Linked DNA regions of Pan troglodytes: region 2 is linked to region 1. Evidence: chromatin contacts called from public capture Hi-C data. All regions are on one chromosome and are shown on one strand. The core of a region is the stretch at or near the end of the contact, and the rest is flanking DNA. Distances in the headings are between cores, read along the strand shown.

What was found. Capture Hi-C pulls out chosen DNA fragments and counts their contacts.
Region 2: a capture Hi-C map of stem cell-derived neural stem cells shows a contact between it and region 1, with 6 times the contacts expected there. The contact joins two enhancer-like sites. A contact is called at or near these places in 1 of 7 Hi-C or Micro-C datasets (induced pluripotent stem cells) and 1 of 1 other capture datasets (stem cell-derived neural stem cells).

What each region holds. Positions count from the first base shown.
Region 1 is chr1:143,040,620-143,048,435 of NHGRI_mPanTro3-v2.0_pri, reverse strand. All of the region lies in intron 1 of LOC134810836 (a long non-coding RNA gene), which reads right to left. Among named protein-coding and RNA genes, the nearest start is that of PKN2, 610 kb to the right of the region's middle. Within about 2 kb of position 4,320, at least 1 of the 24 cell types and tissues checked has an H3K27ac peak or open chromatin away from gene starts, as enhancers often do. A contact at or near this core is called in stem cell-derived neural stem cells, where this site is marked.
Region 2 is chr1:143,952,163-143,959,978 of NHGRI_mPanTro3-v2.0_pri, reverse strand. No RefSeq gene overlaps it. Among named protein-coding and RNA genes, the nearest start is that of LMO4, 170 kb to the right of the region's middle. Within about 2 kb of position 2,953, at least 9 of the 24 cell types and tissues checked have an H3K27ac peak or open chromatin away from gene starts, as enhancers often do. A contact at or near this core is called in stem cell-derived neural stem cells, where this site is marked.

The sequences.
Region 1 (7,816 bases), core at 3,071-5,570:
GCACCCACCAAAAATCTGATAGCAAATTCTTACTCACCTACAATTGTCTAGAGTGAAAACAAGCAACTTGGCAGTTCAAATTGTACCTCCAGCAACAAATCCCCCACTATTCCACTTTAGGGCATGCAATGCTACTCCCCTAATGTTGTTTCCCCCTCGTGGCACATACTCTCAATCTATTGATTGGATTGAAGACGGTAAGAAAAACAATAATGATAATCTCTCTGCATACTCTACATGAGGATATCTGCTCTGAAAACTTTATTCATCTCGTCTACATTAACATCAGTTAAGATTGGCTTTTGTCCCATTCTTAAAAGATACTTGGTTTCTGTCAAAATTGGAAATAACCTCAGTAAATTTTAGATTTAACTTTTGTCAGCATGCCATTGTTCTTTAGATATTTTCCCTCCAGGGCCTGGCAAAAATATTAAATTATTTCTAAGAAAAAATTATGATAACTTGAAGAATAAAAATGTTTTACTTTTCCTACAAGGTTTTTAATAATTTTCTGGAATGCTATAATTACTTTCTTCTAAATAGTAAGTGAAAGAATTTGCTAAAAATATCTCAGACCACTTTTTAGTTTTGCTTATTGTTCTGGAAACTTTGTTTCCTGAAACCATTTCAGAACCTATGGGATCCAAATAATTTATTAATGTGCACCAATTTTCATTATACTCTATGTAACTTGCAAAAAGCAAGATTTTCCACCTGTTACACTCAATTGTGTTGATCAACAAAAGGGCATATCTCCCCCATTCCATCTTGACAGAGATGGTTTCTTTCTTTCCAGTTCCAACCTAAGAGAGCAGTTTCAAACAGCCTGTGAAATCCAAGTAGATTTCTACCATACAGAAGTCTATTTCCTGATGGATTCTCTACCCTTTTTCCTGAATGATGGACAAAGAGTGATACGTGTTATGGATGGAAGATAGTGGCCAGCTCAGGATTGAGTGTCTTCAGAAATTATGTCCAAATGAATCATGGACTGAACCCATTTTGTTATACTAAAATTTCCTTTGTGCATTAGAGGTCATAAAAATGTTTCACTGCCAAATCTAGACCACTTTATCCTCCAATGAAATTATGATTTCTAAAGCACAAAATCTAAGAAAAACTCACATTGGGTAGCAAGCAAGGCCAGCCAGTTCATCAATAGCCAGGCATAAAAGTCTACATGTTTCATTTTGCCAATAAGCTTGTCTGCTTCATCTGGTGCCAACAACTCAATCCTCTGAACATGACATATTGAATAAAGGAACCTTTTCAAATCTATGGAATACTTCAGTTCTCATCTTTCTAATGTATCATCTGATACCAGGGTTCATTCTATCCTTCTAGAGTTAATAAATGATTACTGTCCCAAGTCTGATATTCTGGAGGTGCTGAAGTAAAAACTGCCCCAAACGTCCCTTCAGGACAGTGGTTATTTTTTAAAACAAATTTACTGTGTATCCTGGAGTTTCTAGAAGTTCACTTATGCAGAAAACTGAATACAACATTCACCACTGAGGTTTTAACTTTCCATTCTTTGTCAACAATTGTATAATAAAGAGAAAATAGAGCCGTAATTATGCAGGAGGAAAATAACTCAATTTAAATAATTGCGTCTGCGAAATTCAACTCTGTTGTCGTAAAATTTTTGACTAAGAATCCTACAAAAGAATTCACTCTGCTTGGTTTATTACTCAATAGAAATCTATGATAATCTGATAACAGCCACATTCCATATTGGAAATTTGTATGCTTCCATAGGTCTAAATTTGCTGATGACCTATTTCAAGAGGGCAATCAACCTTTACCAAACTCACTGAGTTCATTTTTCCCTCCTTTGCACCAGATTGAGAGAATATTAACAGGCCCTAGCAGAATCTTTATGCTAAGAAGAAGGGAAGAACTTGCTTTTTTGCCCTCTGTACAAGAAGAGAAGGACTGAACGATGGTCTACAAGGGAAGCTTGGTGTCAGATGTAGCAGAGGAGCATATATACGTGAGACAATTGTACCACATACACGATAGCAGGCCTTATTCTTTTCTGATGTGCAGTTCTTTATCCAGAGGATGCGGGCATCTGTGGCACAGGCCAGTAACAAATCAAAGTGGAGCTACTGAGCTTACCCTGAGTGGGAGGCATCAAGATTGATAGTGTGATGTCTGTGAGTGAGAGGTGCTGAAGGCTGATGGGGTGGTGAAAGGAGCTGATATATTTAGATTACTTTACATGTTATTGTTCAATGCAAAGCCCTTCACGTGTGTTAGAGAGTAATAGTTTCTCTTCTTTTAATGATCTTTTAGTAGGAGAATGGACCAGATGACCTCTATAGGTGTCTCTCCACAGGGTAAGTCCAAGTTCTATATTCTTAGTAAAGGTTTGCCTCTCTAGGCCTTATATGTGAAACAACAGACTTGTTTGATGAGTTGTCTGCTCTCAGGGAGTTTACAATCTATTGCTGGGATAAGAATGCAAACAAGAAATTTCTCAAAAGCAATATCTGTCACTATGAAAAAAGAACAAAATATATTACAAGGAGATGTTTGTCACTTTGGTTTATTACTGTATTTCCAGTATCTCAGATAGTACCAATCACATTGTAGGTGTCCTATAAATATATTTGAATGGATGAATGAATGAGTGATTTCACACAAAATGTATTTAAGTCAAGATTAGAAGTTCCCAAACTGAATAGGTTTGCTCTCAAAAGATTACATACTGTATGATTCAGTTCATATAACACTATTGAAATAACACAATTATAGAAATTGTGAATGGATTACTGATTGCCAGGATTAGGCAGGGAAGGTGACTGTGGCTATATGAGGGTATTACAAGAGAAGTAGGGAGATGACTATGGCTATATGAGGGTATTACAAGAGATCCTTGTGATGGAATTATTCTGTATCTTGATTGTGGTGGTAGTCACACAGATTTATACATGTGATAAAATTCCATAGAACTAAACGCATACACAAATGCATGTAAAACTGGTGAAATCTGAGTAATGTTGATAGAGTGTGTCAATGTCAATATTTTCTTTGTGATTTTGTGCCATAGTTATATAAAATATTAAAACTGAATGACACTGGGTGAATAATATGGTTTGGCTGTGTCCCCAACCAAATCTCATCTTGAATTGTAGTTCACATAATCCCCACATGCCGTGGGAGGGACCCGGTGGGAGGTAACTGAATCATGGAGGCAGCTAACCTCATGTTATTCTCCTGATAGTGAGTGAATTCTCACGAGATCTGATGGTTTTATAAGGGGCTTTTCCCCTTTTTGCTCAGTACTTCTCCTTGCTGCCACCATATGAAGAATGATGTGTTTGAAGCTTCCCCTTCCGCCACGATTATAAGTTTCCTGAGGCCTCCCCAGCCATGCTGAACTGCGAGTCGATTGAACCTCTTTCCTTTATAAATTATAAGTCTTGGGTATGTCTTTATTAGCAGTGGGAGAACAGACTAATACAATGAAGGATATACAAGCTCTCTCTGCATTATTTCTTATAATTGTAGATGAATCTACAATTATTTCAAAATAAAAATTTAGACACAATATCTGAATTGGTTTATTGGAGAAGGGTTCATGGAGAAGTGGGAATGAACTTGGCTTTGAAAAAATGGCAGGATTTGGATAGGAAGCGAGAAAAGTGCTTGGATGGTGTGGTGAATGGGCTAGAGAGTAGGCTATAAGAATCTCAAAGGAACAGTCATCCATGTGAATATGGAAGAAGCTGGCAGCATGGTTAATTTGGTGGCATGGTTTTTAGTAGCAAAAGTAGGAATTTTGAAGTTCAATCTCCCTCACCCTGTTGGCCAGTTCCTACACTGTCCTCTGTATGATGGCAGCAAACTCTCTAATCTCCGAATGTAGGGTTCCTCACTTGCATCACAGAGGGCATGATACTTTCTTGACAGTGATAGGAATATTAAACAAGCCAATGCATGTCAAGGGTCCAGCTCAGATTTTGGTTCATGATAGATATTTAGCAAATACAGATTCCTTTCTCCTGCCCTTAGACAAAGTCCTACAGGTAAAGCTAGGGTTCTTAGGTCAATCTCGAGGCAGGTTATCACACATTCGTAGCACTGCTCAGTGCTGGGGAAGCTGCATAATGGAGCAATGCCAGGAGGAGAAGCCTGTCACCCATTAGCCCTAAGCCACAGCAGAAGCCCAGTGTGGGCAGAGAATATGAGCGGGTGACGAGAAGTACCTTCAGTCTCTGGACTGGAAGGCACACCTGGCCTTGTGAGAGGAGAAAGACAAAGTTCTCAGAGCAGCCTGTCACAGCCAGAAGCTGTGACCACTGCTGCCTCTGCTTATGCTGCACAAGGCAAGGAAATAAAGCCAGGATGTCTTCTGGGCAGTGGCGGTGTGTCTATGCTGAGCCCAGGGCAGAGCTTCATTCCTTGTGCCCTGCACACGTCAGCCAGGATGGGAGCTGCTGGGAAAGCCAGCTGGCCGCATAAGGAGATTCCCCTTCAGCAACAGCAACAGCAGCAGCCGCAAGAACAAAACAGAAAACTTTTAAATAAAATGTTTGCTCACATACCAACAATTTTCTTAAATCTACATGGAAGATTAGTACCAATTTGGAGACAGATGAAAGATCTAAAATAATAACTTTCCAAGGAGTGTTTCTCCCTCATTTTCTCTAATTTCAAAATTCAAAATGATTACCATTTTAAAATCTTGGTTTGTGTGTGCGTGTGTATGTGTGTGTTTCCATGTGTATGTATGTGTGTGTTTTGTCTACAGTGAGTATTAGTACATTTTCTGCTATTTTCCTTCAAAGAAGAAAAACAGATTGGAGAGACGAAACTCTAAGCTGACAATATATAGTTTTGTAAATACAACATGTAATGATACAAGCATTTACCAACAGGCATTAGCTGTAACAATATGAATTCCATGGCTGAGCAGCATAAAACATATTTAGAGCCATTGCTCTACAGCATGCTACTGATGTCGTAGGATTGTGTTTATTGAGATGTACGGTGAAACCTAAGGAGCTGCTTGCACACAAGAAAGGAATCTAAATTGACTTCTCCAAATTTCTGCTGCTTTCAGGTAATAAAAATCTAACACTCTGGACTCTAAACAAAATCTTTGTCAAAATGAACGGTTAGTTTGAGATCTGGTCAGAAATGTCAGGCTAAGAAAATAAATCAACATTTTTTGTGACGGTGGTAGTGGGTTTTTCTGTTGTGGTGGTGATTTTATTTTTGTATAGTTCCATTTGTTTTCTGTTTTCACTGCTATTGATACATCAGGCATCCAGTCATGAAAAACAATGTCCATGTCACTAAAATGGCCTCCAGGCATTCAGTATATCTACATTGGGGTTAAACATCTGTGTGAAGATGTGACAGCACACCCTATAAAAGGTATTATTGAGTAATATAGACTTTCTGTAATAACCAAACAGTAAAGCATATAGCTTTTTAAAGGTGTCCCCATGGCTGATCTCATGACTCAAAGATAAGACACTGTGCTGCAAGCTAAGTAATAAAATCTCGAGGATACTCTGGGCTAGCTTGTGACAAATCATATCAAAGTATTATTAAAGAAAGAACTTGAGACCCAAGACTATTATTGATTCTTGACAGAATTTCTTATAAATAAAGTGTTGCAATCAGGTCCCCGACTTGCCAAGGTCCTGGTAGAATTCTTCCTATTATAGGGGAGGCTGCAAAATAGTAACGCTCCATTAGTGAGAGACGAAAGCCTCTGTGTGCAGCACCACAAGGATGGGTCATGGTCAAAAGAGAGCCAATAAGAACACAATTTCCAAAGGCCTTTTAAGGCCCTCTTTGCTGATCCCTTTTTGAAATGGGTAAAGCTGCCTCTGAGCTTCAACGCAAAGCAGCCTGTGCCCTGACTGTGTTCACAGAATGAATCTGTGACCCTTCAGAGCACTAAGGACTCACCTCCATTAGTGTCCATATTCTTACAGGGAAGAGGTTGATACAGTCAACTGAAATGACAGGGTGATAAATATAAAACCACTATCATCAATAAGACTGGAATGTAAAAGCACTTAGTTTCAGCCTAAGTAACTCACAGAAAGTTTGGTTTCAAGAACCAATGCGTCATCCATCACTACTCTACCTTCTGTTGACAAAGTAATTGTACGATATCTAGAATGGAGGTTCAATATGAGCTGACATTTTTGAAAGGAGGAATTGTGTGCCGTACTTACTCATTAAATGTATTTTTCCTCTACTAAAGATGTTTCCTTTTTTAGTTTATGTATGAATAACTTTAACTAAAGTTCCCTTGACACTCTGACTTTGCTCTGAATAGCACCTATGTTCATTAACATAAAACCTGAAAGAAAATAATTTTAATGTAGTTTTTTTAACACTTCAAAAGCCTCTAACAAATTGATCGAGCACAATTATGCATTCTAAAGGGAATTATAAAGAGATCATAGAAGGTTGAAAAGTTCTAGTTAAAAAAATAAAAAAGAAAAACTTTGGGGTGATAAAGAAAAGAAAAATAGGCAGTTAATGTGAAACTACAAGACACATGAATAAAAGTAAACTTTGAATTTGTAGGTGTTTTTTACTTTTCTATAAATGCAGTGTTTGCAGAGAAGAATAAACAAGAACCCACACCAGGATAAGGCTCAGATAATTTGACAGAATAAGGTATATATTATTCAAATGTATGAACTTTGGAGTCAGACAGACCTGGGTTTGAATTTCTGCTCTGCCACTTACCTGCACGATCATGAGCAAATTATTTTTTTCTAAAACTCAGTTTCTTCATTTGTAACCAATGTGAGGATTAAATAATACTTTTTTGTGCTTTTAAAAAATGTATTATTTAATTGTTAAGCACTTAACGTTGCTTTATACACACGAGGCATCTAACAATTTGGTCCTCCCAATTCCCAAACCAAGCAAATCATGAGATGATTAGCTCTCTCTCTTAAATCTTACAGAACTTTTTTGAAAGAAGTAATTGTCCTCATTAAAGTTCCAGGGTAGGAATAAGACAAACTCTGTTCTGAGGTGGTTGCGTCAACTCAGGCTTAAATTTCTACCCCTGTTTAATGGCAAGTGGAGCATTCTTGGCATTTCCTTGATCCATATATTTTTCTCGATCCTATTGCTTTTTGTAAAGTTTAGCTAAATCCCACCTACTCCAAGGAGCCATTCCAGATTCTTCCAGTTTGATTCCCACTTCTCCAGTGGGATATTGTTGGACCTAATTTCCATTATATAGTGAGGTCTTAGAGGGTAAGAGCCCTGTCTGGTGTGCCTTTGTCCTCACAGTACCTAGCCTTGGCCTTTGCTAATGATGAACACTCAAGAAATACACCTTGAATGTCTACTGATATGCTATCTTATAAGACCAAGTTAGGGATAAAGTCCCAGAACTTGAAATAAAATCCCTAATTCCCAGATGAACCATGCCCCTAGCTCTTTCTTCATTCTGCAGATGTAGTCATTGTGATCACCATACCGAGTCACTGAAATTCAGGCAGCCAATCAAAACCATTTACTGAGCCCCAAAGTGTTGTAAGTAAGGGATATGCAAGATAAATAAAAAGCTGTACACCAACCTTTGAGAAACTTACTATCTTGCTAAGAAAATATACATGAGGGGGATGTTAAAAACACACCACCACCATATGTAGGTTATAAATCTTAGGCTGCCAGGCAATAAACCTCAGCGGATATGGTCCCCCATTGCCCCGGGCCATTGTATACAAGTTATAGTACAGAGAGTGTATCAGTAAAACTATATTGGACCTGTTGCTCTGCATGCGTTTAGATTTATATTTAGCTCGAAAGTCCAGGCAAG
Region 2 (7,816 bases), core at 1,704-4,203, 910 kb before region 1:
CCAGGCCCGCGCACACGTTGCTCGAATGTCAGGTACTAAATTGCCTTTATGAGAGTCGAGCAGGCTTGCCGATGACAACACTCTGATAACAAAAGAAGTGTGGCCTCGTTGAAGATTTTATGTAAAAGGAAATGATTCATTTGAATTCAGAAGGAGCCTTAAAACAGGGCAGAGACAGCCAAACCCTAGATTTTCTGCCTTATGACTTGTTTCTTAAACTTGTTAAAGAAAAAAGGGGAGAAAATTTAAACAAGAAAAGCTACCCCAAATCGCCAACCAAGGTTTAGATTTTCGTGGGTTGCTATTTTCTTCAGATCAAGGTTGCCTTCTTGTTAACCCGAGACTGCAGCCGCAGAAAATTAGATTCCCCCCACTCAGGGATTAACCACATAGAACAGTTAGGGAATGTGGAGGTCTGGAGAGACTTGAGATCAACGAGTTCGAAACGTTTGAAAGAAAAAAATCTTCAGTGGTTTGAGAGCTTCACTAAGATACTTTAAAAAAAAATCAAAATTGCTCTTATTTAAGAGCTTTGGAGATCCAAATATAAGTCCCTTTTCTTTTGCCAAGAAGGCCCTTATTCATTTTGTGTGTCTTTAATGCTCAAAAGAGATGCTGGGATTCCTAGTCAATTCCTAAACAGGAGTCTGACAACCAACTATATGATTTTTTTTGCAAAGACCTTTTTTTTTCCTTAAAGCTTCAAATTTCTGTTCCTTTTGATGATGATATGTTGAAGAAGGAATCAGTGCCTTTCTCAGTAAGTGAATGACAGAAAGCCCTTATATCTTTCGAGTGGGCCAGCGTTTGGGTGGCAGGGCTGCTTGGATGGGGAGCGATGTGACAGGGCTCTTGGACAAACTGCTCCTTGGCTTAGGGATGGTTTATTCTGAACATTCATTCATTCACTTATTCAACCAGTGTTTATTAAGCATTCACGGCCTCTGTGCAGGGCTAGGTGTGAGGGCTACAATGTCTAATAACACAGAGTCGTGGTCTCACCCTCCAGGAGTTTGCAGTCTGCTGGGGAAGCCAACAACATGAGAAGGTTATTCTGCTCTACTGGAAAAGGCACTGATCTTGTCCTCTCTTTTTCTTCCAGAAGGAAGAAAAAAACCCAGATTGGTCAACACAGTTTTATAAACAAGTGGTACTTTAGCAACAGCAACCAAAGTCCTATTTAATTAGCCAGTGGAAGGTATCCATCTGTGATGGCCAACTGTTTCCTTTTTCCAAGGGGCTCATCTTCTCCTTTGGTGACCCAAAATGCCTTTTACTTTGAGCCACACCCTCTGCCTGAAATCCTGCAGGATAAAATGGGGATGGAGGTAGAAAGCAAGTGGATCACTTGGTACTGTCTGACTTGATAACCAGCTGTTGACTGGCCTGCCATGGCTTCACTACAAGAATGGGGAAACTGTTCTTTTACTTCTGGAAGAAGGAGAAGCCAGAAGTTTATTTAATCTTTTCTAGGCAACTTATTTTATTGCATTTTTAATTTCCTCTCCTGCATTAACATGACCCTTTTCACTGGCTTCCCACGCCTGGTACTTAATTACTTATCATTAGCAATGTACACGGGGGCCTTGCTGCATATTTATAAATGTGATCATTAGTACATGGAAAGACAAAGGCTTCTTTAAGACTGTCATTAGTTATTCTGTTTTCATGGAAATGTTCATTAGGAGAAACTACCCACCTGGTTAAATAATTATAATTAAGAATTGGTAATCTCCTTTGCATTTTTAACTTGATCTTCCGTCTGTTTGTGTGAAGCTAAACAAGCCTTATTTGGCAAGTATTCTATCTTTCATTTTCACAAGAATTGTCAACAAATACGTACTCTTTGTTTTTAACCTATAGGTGCTGACTGATTTGCAGCATGATAAATATAATTTTTGTAATTCAGCAGTTAATCTCCAAACACGTTAACCAGCTGTGGAATGGTGAGTCAGTGAATGGAGTTAAAGGATCTCTGGTTGATTTTATTTTCTGGACTTTAGTCAGTGGTGCAAATTGGACTCCAGGCTCCCAGTCAAACTTTGCAAAGGGTCCCCTTTAACTCTTCGACCACAGAGACACCACGCTGGGTGGCCACTGGCCACTGCTCCTTTGGGTGTGCCAGGCAAGACAAGTGGCAGTTGGATGGCCCGAGTCTTTGTGTGTCAGCATCTGAGTCTTTATGTGTTTGTGACTAGGGGTAACCACAGCAGTGTCATAGCTGTGGCCCTGCCAATGGCTAGGCAAATAGAGTCCACAAGCACTGTTTGAATTGCTAGCAAATGGTCATGCGGCTCGTACGTGGTTACGTGTCAGCTGAGCTGAAACAAACGAGGTGACAAAAACACAATAAAGGAAGCTCGGTTATGCTGCCGCCCACTCCCCTCTGCCCAGACTGGTTCAAGCCGCCACCCTGGACTGATGAGAATATGCCAGGGATAAACCACAACTGTGGGAAACGCTGGGTGGGGGCATAAATATCATCTGTAAACAATTAGGCAGCCACTGCTCATTCAATGCCGTTTTGAGAAGCTAAGGAAGTCTGCAATCAGTTATATCTCCAATTACCATAAAAATATATTAGCCATTCATTCATTTATTAATGATTCATCAGTTAACCACACATAATGAGCAAATAATTAGCAGTGCTGTACGGTTGCCAAAATTGAAGAAGTGTTGGCATTTTAAAGATGAAAGGTTGAATTTATGCAAAAGTCTGGTGATGATAAAGTTAATATGGAAGATAATTATAAAAGTGGCTGTCCTCTATTACAGGCTGAGGTACCACAAAACTTGCCTAATTGAACTGAAATTAATATTCTTCCAAAGTCTGTGTGTTGCCACACACAAACTGCTGAATTTCTCTTGAAGATCTCCCTTCAGTAAGGTGCACCGCACAATACAAGTTAATAAAATGCCAGACAGCTAGACTGTGTTCTTTGTTTGCTTGGTTCAGGGCCTCGTGGAAAACAATAAATTGCATTCATGTCAGCTGAGGCCCATCCCTTTGCTAATTACCGTTTGGTGCTGAAATGACTTCTGTGAAATTGGGAGCATGAGGAAACATACAGCCATACAAGGGAGGCTTTTCAGAGTTTTGCAGTAAATGTGAGATAGGCCTCAGGCACACAGATGTTAAAACAGCGAATTCCCCCACAGATTACACTAATGGAAACCCTGTCAGGGTAAGTCAAATCCGGGTCTGTGGTCAAAATCTAATTAAGGTTTCTGTACTTAAAAAGAATATGAATGCCTGGGGGTGGCGATGAATGTATAAGAAACTCACTTGTTTGTAAAATTGTTAGCATGAATAGTAAGTACCGTGGGGCTGTTACCTGCAATGTAACACCTGTTTTCTGAGGCTTTGCTGAATGTCTCAGGATGGGTTATTTCAGAGGTCAGCAAACTAGGCTCAGGCCATGGCAGCCTCCCATCTTTGGGGCCTGGTGCAAGGCATGGTTTGAGGTCACAGATGCAAATGGATCCCTTAGAAGTTTCCCTGGAATCCCAAAGGATGCTTTACTTTGCCACATGAAAACCACCCCAGATGATCCTGCCCAACTGCCTGGCGCCACTGAGGAAATAGTTCTTGCCGAGGGTGTTGGACTGGCCAAATCTCCCCTACTGGGGAAACAAAGGGTCGTCTGCTCCCGGCTCGCCCTCCAGCCTGTCGGGACTGCCTCCTGGAACAGCTGCAGCGTGCAGGCGCAGCCCTGCTTCTAATAGAGGAAATGAATTTATAATGCTGCAGTCTCTTCATTTTCACCCAGCACAAATTTCCCCTTAAATACTTAAAAACAACACCCAGAGCTGGATATACCTTAAATTTCCAATAAATGAAACCTTAATCCAGTCTGTTGCTGAGTCTGAGCTGTTATTAAAGAAATAAATTTGAAACAGCAAGTGGTTTGAGAATTTTTGAATTTAATTATTTAAATCTACTTAGGGCAACTCTCACGCGCTATTTCAGTTTCCCATGGAGAACATGAATTCTGGGAAAGGTATCCCACGCAGGGCCCTGGAAATATTAACTTTCATGTACAACTGTGGGCTCAGCCATAGACAGACTGTGCCACCCTCCTCCCCGGAAGAGCAGAAGAAAGAAACTCAGATTTCTTTTTCTGTATGATCCAGCCAAGAGATACAGGATATATTTTTCAAAGAACGAGGGAAGCCAAGTCCTCTTCTTTCAAGTTCTGCGGGCCTCTTCAGATGCACTGTTTACATGGAGTTCGTTTGAAGCTCTTTGGAGAGCGGCAGTTCATACAGTCATTCACTGAGCAACGTTAGGGAGCAAAAGGTAAAGAGAAAGTGTAACCTGTATGATTTAAGTGGCCGACAGCTAATTTAGGGTGTACTCTGGCCTCGTGAGTGTCTGGAGCCTGATTTTTGACATTTGTGAAAATGGACCATCTGCTGTGACTGTCCCAAGGGTGATAGCACCAGGCTTGGGCTGGAGCCCCTGAGACTTTTGGTGCCACTTCAGTCTTCAGGCTTGGAGAGAGTCTGCTTTCATGATTAGAGACAGATGACACCCTGGCCTTAGTTCTGAGAGCGCAGGATACCTTCCAGATATTAGCAATTGAGATTTTTAATGGCATCCACATTGGGATGTGGGCGGGGTAGAAGGTGAACAATTTAGGCACACACTCGTAAGTGTCTCCTTCCCCAGTTCACCGGGACTTTGCTATGGCACAAGATGGCTTTGTTTTGGACCCTGTACAAGTTGGTTAAATTACCAGATACCTGTGAAGCATCTCACTAGAGCATGATCTCACCAACACAGTGAGACCCCAAGACCTGAGTCAGAGAGATGCTCAATATCCAATTTGTTTCTCTTTTGTGCTAGCCATTTGATAGTAGTTGGGACCTCAGAGCCGCCAAGTGGAACTTTCCCACACCCAACCCAGACTACCAAGAGGATATTGACTTGGAGTGATTTCTAGATCCAGAGTTCTATTTTTCCTTCCAATATAAAAATCTTCATAGAAGCCAAAAGTCTTTAAGAAAAGAGCAGCTCTTAGTGTGGGGCCCGTCTCAGCCTGTACCTTGTAACCAGTAAATGCAAAGGGCTGTGGAAATTGCACACAATTCACAGTGTTCAGAGGATGAGTGAATGTTTTACCATCTCAAAGAGGAGATTATGGGGTTCCACAGGAAATAAGGTCCAGTGGCTAGCAATGCCTCAGAAGTCAAGAGTTTTGGGGTTTATGTTTTTTAATAATGGTAGCAGAGACTTATAGGTAATGCTGGGTATTTAATTTAAAAAATCTATAAATATTTATGGAATAAAACTTCTTTCCAGGTGCAGTTTTGGGCTCTAAGACTTCAGAGAGAAAAAGTCATGGTTCCTGCTCTTGGGAGGCTCTCATTGTGTCTGGGGGAGCAGGCAGGCACCCAACAGCCTGAATCAAACTCCATGTAGCCAAATTTCTACATCATTACAATGCTTAGCATGTAGGAACCCAATAAATGTTTGTTGAATGAATGGATCTGTTAAAAAGGGAGTGTCACGCTTTCTCTCTTTCTAAGGAGTTATTGTGTGAATTAGAGGGTTAACATTTATAACACCTTTTATGCCCCTACATGCTATATAAGTACAAGTTATTAAATATCATAATAAACTAGGGTCCTAGGCAGTCAATTACATTTTCTTCTGAAGTTAGTGACATTTAGATTCTTTTGTTGGGCAGATGGTGTAATATTGCACCTGTTGGAAGAGTAGGCATTTTGGGAAGGGACCTTAATTCAGAACTATTTATAATATAGCAAAGCTCTGGCTTCTTAATAAGTGTATTTGTATTGTTTCTCAAGGAGGTAACATAGCTGAACAGTCCGACTCTTTGAATTGGAACTTCTGAAATTGGAAGACCATTATTTCTTAAAACTCTATTTACTCTACATTTTCTCTTCACTTTCTTCACTTCTGATTTTCTTTTGCACTCTCTGGATTGGCTTTTAATACCCAATTTGTTTCCAGCCTTCTCTCTCCTCCACATGTCTCTCTGCTCCTCATTCCTCTCTCTTCGCTGTCTCCCTCCATCTTCCTTCCTTTCCCTCTCCTGCCAAGACATTCCATTTCTCCGGAATGCCCCTCAAGCCACTTTCGAGTCCAACTAAACTATGGTCTGTTGGGAAGTCCAGAGCTGCTGTTTCTGCTTGGATGTCTAAGCTTTCCATAATCCACCCACCTCCTAGTCTACTTCTGGGCAAGAAACACTGCAGCGGCCAGGCCGACTTCATCATTGCTCTGCAAATACCATGTTTGTTGGGCCTTTGCTCTTGTTAATATCTCATCTGGAAGCTGTCTTCTTCTGTTACACCTTTCTAAAGTCCATGTATCAATTGACTGTCTGCTCTTTGAAATTGCTTTTATTTACTTCCTTGATCTTTACCTCTTCTAAGCTCCCAGTGCCCACAGTTTAGCAACCCCTTTTGTTGCATCTCATAATTTAGTAGCTTCTCATATAGGCCCCAGGCTTCTTCTATCTAGAAGCTACAGTGTTCCTTATTATGTGCCAGGCTCTGATTAATGTGTATTGCATTATTATTTCATTTAATCTCCATGACAACCCTATGAGGTAGACATTTTTGTCATTTCCATTTTACAGATCAGGAAACTAAGGCCCAGAGAATATGACTGACTTGCCCAAGGTCATAAAGTTAGTAAGAGCTAGAGCTAGGTTCTATGGAAGTCACTATTTGCTACCACCCAGATCCCCCTTCAGGATTGAAGCCTTACTCCTCCAGCTGCTGAGAGTACCATTGGCTGACAGCCCTCAGCTGTCTCCCTCTCTGCTCATTGCCCTCTATGTAAGTGAGCCTCTTCACTCAAGGTAATAACCCCTTTCCTGGGTTAGCCTGTGTCCAAAACCTTATATTGCAGGGCTATAAAGGTCTCTCCACCTCACCACAACTTCAGAAAACTCCTAAGTGCAAATCAGCTTCTGAGCTCTCTGTGAGGTTAACTGATGCCTTCTTTGTGACTGTATCACAGCCCAACTGCTCCCTTGACCCAGTCCTGTTTCTTTCCCTGTGCTTTCACTTCTATGAATGGTGATTTCCAAGGGCAGGCACTGATAAACTTCCTATGCAAATCCCTGATTCAAAGTCTGCTTCTCAAGGAACCCAACCTAAACAGTTGGTACAAGGAGTGGTCCGAGAAAGGCAATGCTAAGATGGGATTCTGGAGCTAGATCACCTGCTGGCTACTGATAGTGAGGACCTCATCTCTGGGAGCAGGAGTGGGTGGAGCAGAGTAGATCCTGGCACAGGGTTGCAGTGATGATGTGGAATGGTATGCTGGTGAAAGGGGATGCACTAGTAGGTGAATGTACCAGGCACTGGAGAAATACGGGGAAATAGTAATGATAAGAGCAATGACAACGGTTGGATATTACTGGAGGCAATTAATGCATTGGATAAGAAGGTAATTCATAAGCAATTAGTATGTAAACCACGGGGCGTCACTACTGGATATCAAGTAAGTCTCATATCCTGTAGTTAGAAGCCAGAAAAAGTTGATATCAGGGCTAGGACTTAAACATAAGATTGAGAGAATTCCTGGGAAGGTTGAATTCTCAACCTAGGCATGTGCGCTGTGCCAGGCAAGGTTCTGATTGGGAAAGAACAAGCCCTTGAGATATTAGATGGTGACATCTGACTTGATGCACTTAAATATCTTGAGTCTCCAGATTCCCTTAAACTCTCTGGGCCTGCAGAAGTGGCCTACTCCTGTCTGCTAAAGGCTAGCATTACTCCTCTCTTGCTTGAAGAATTTGCAGGGGCCTCTGCCTTAGAAGACAAATGTGTCCTT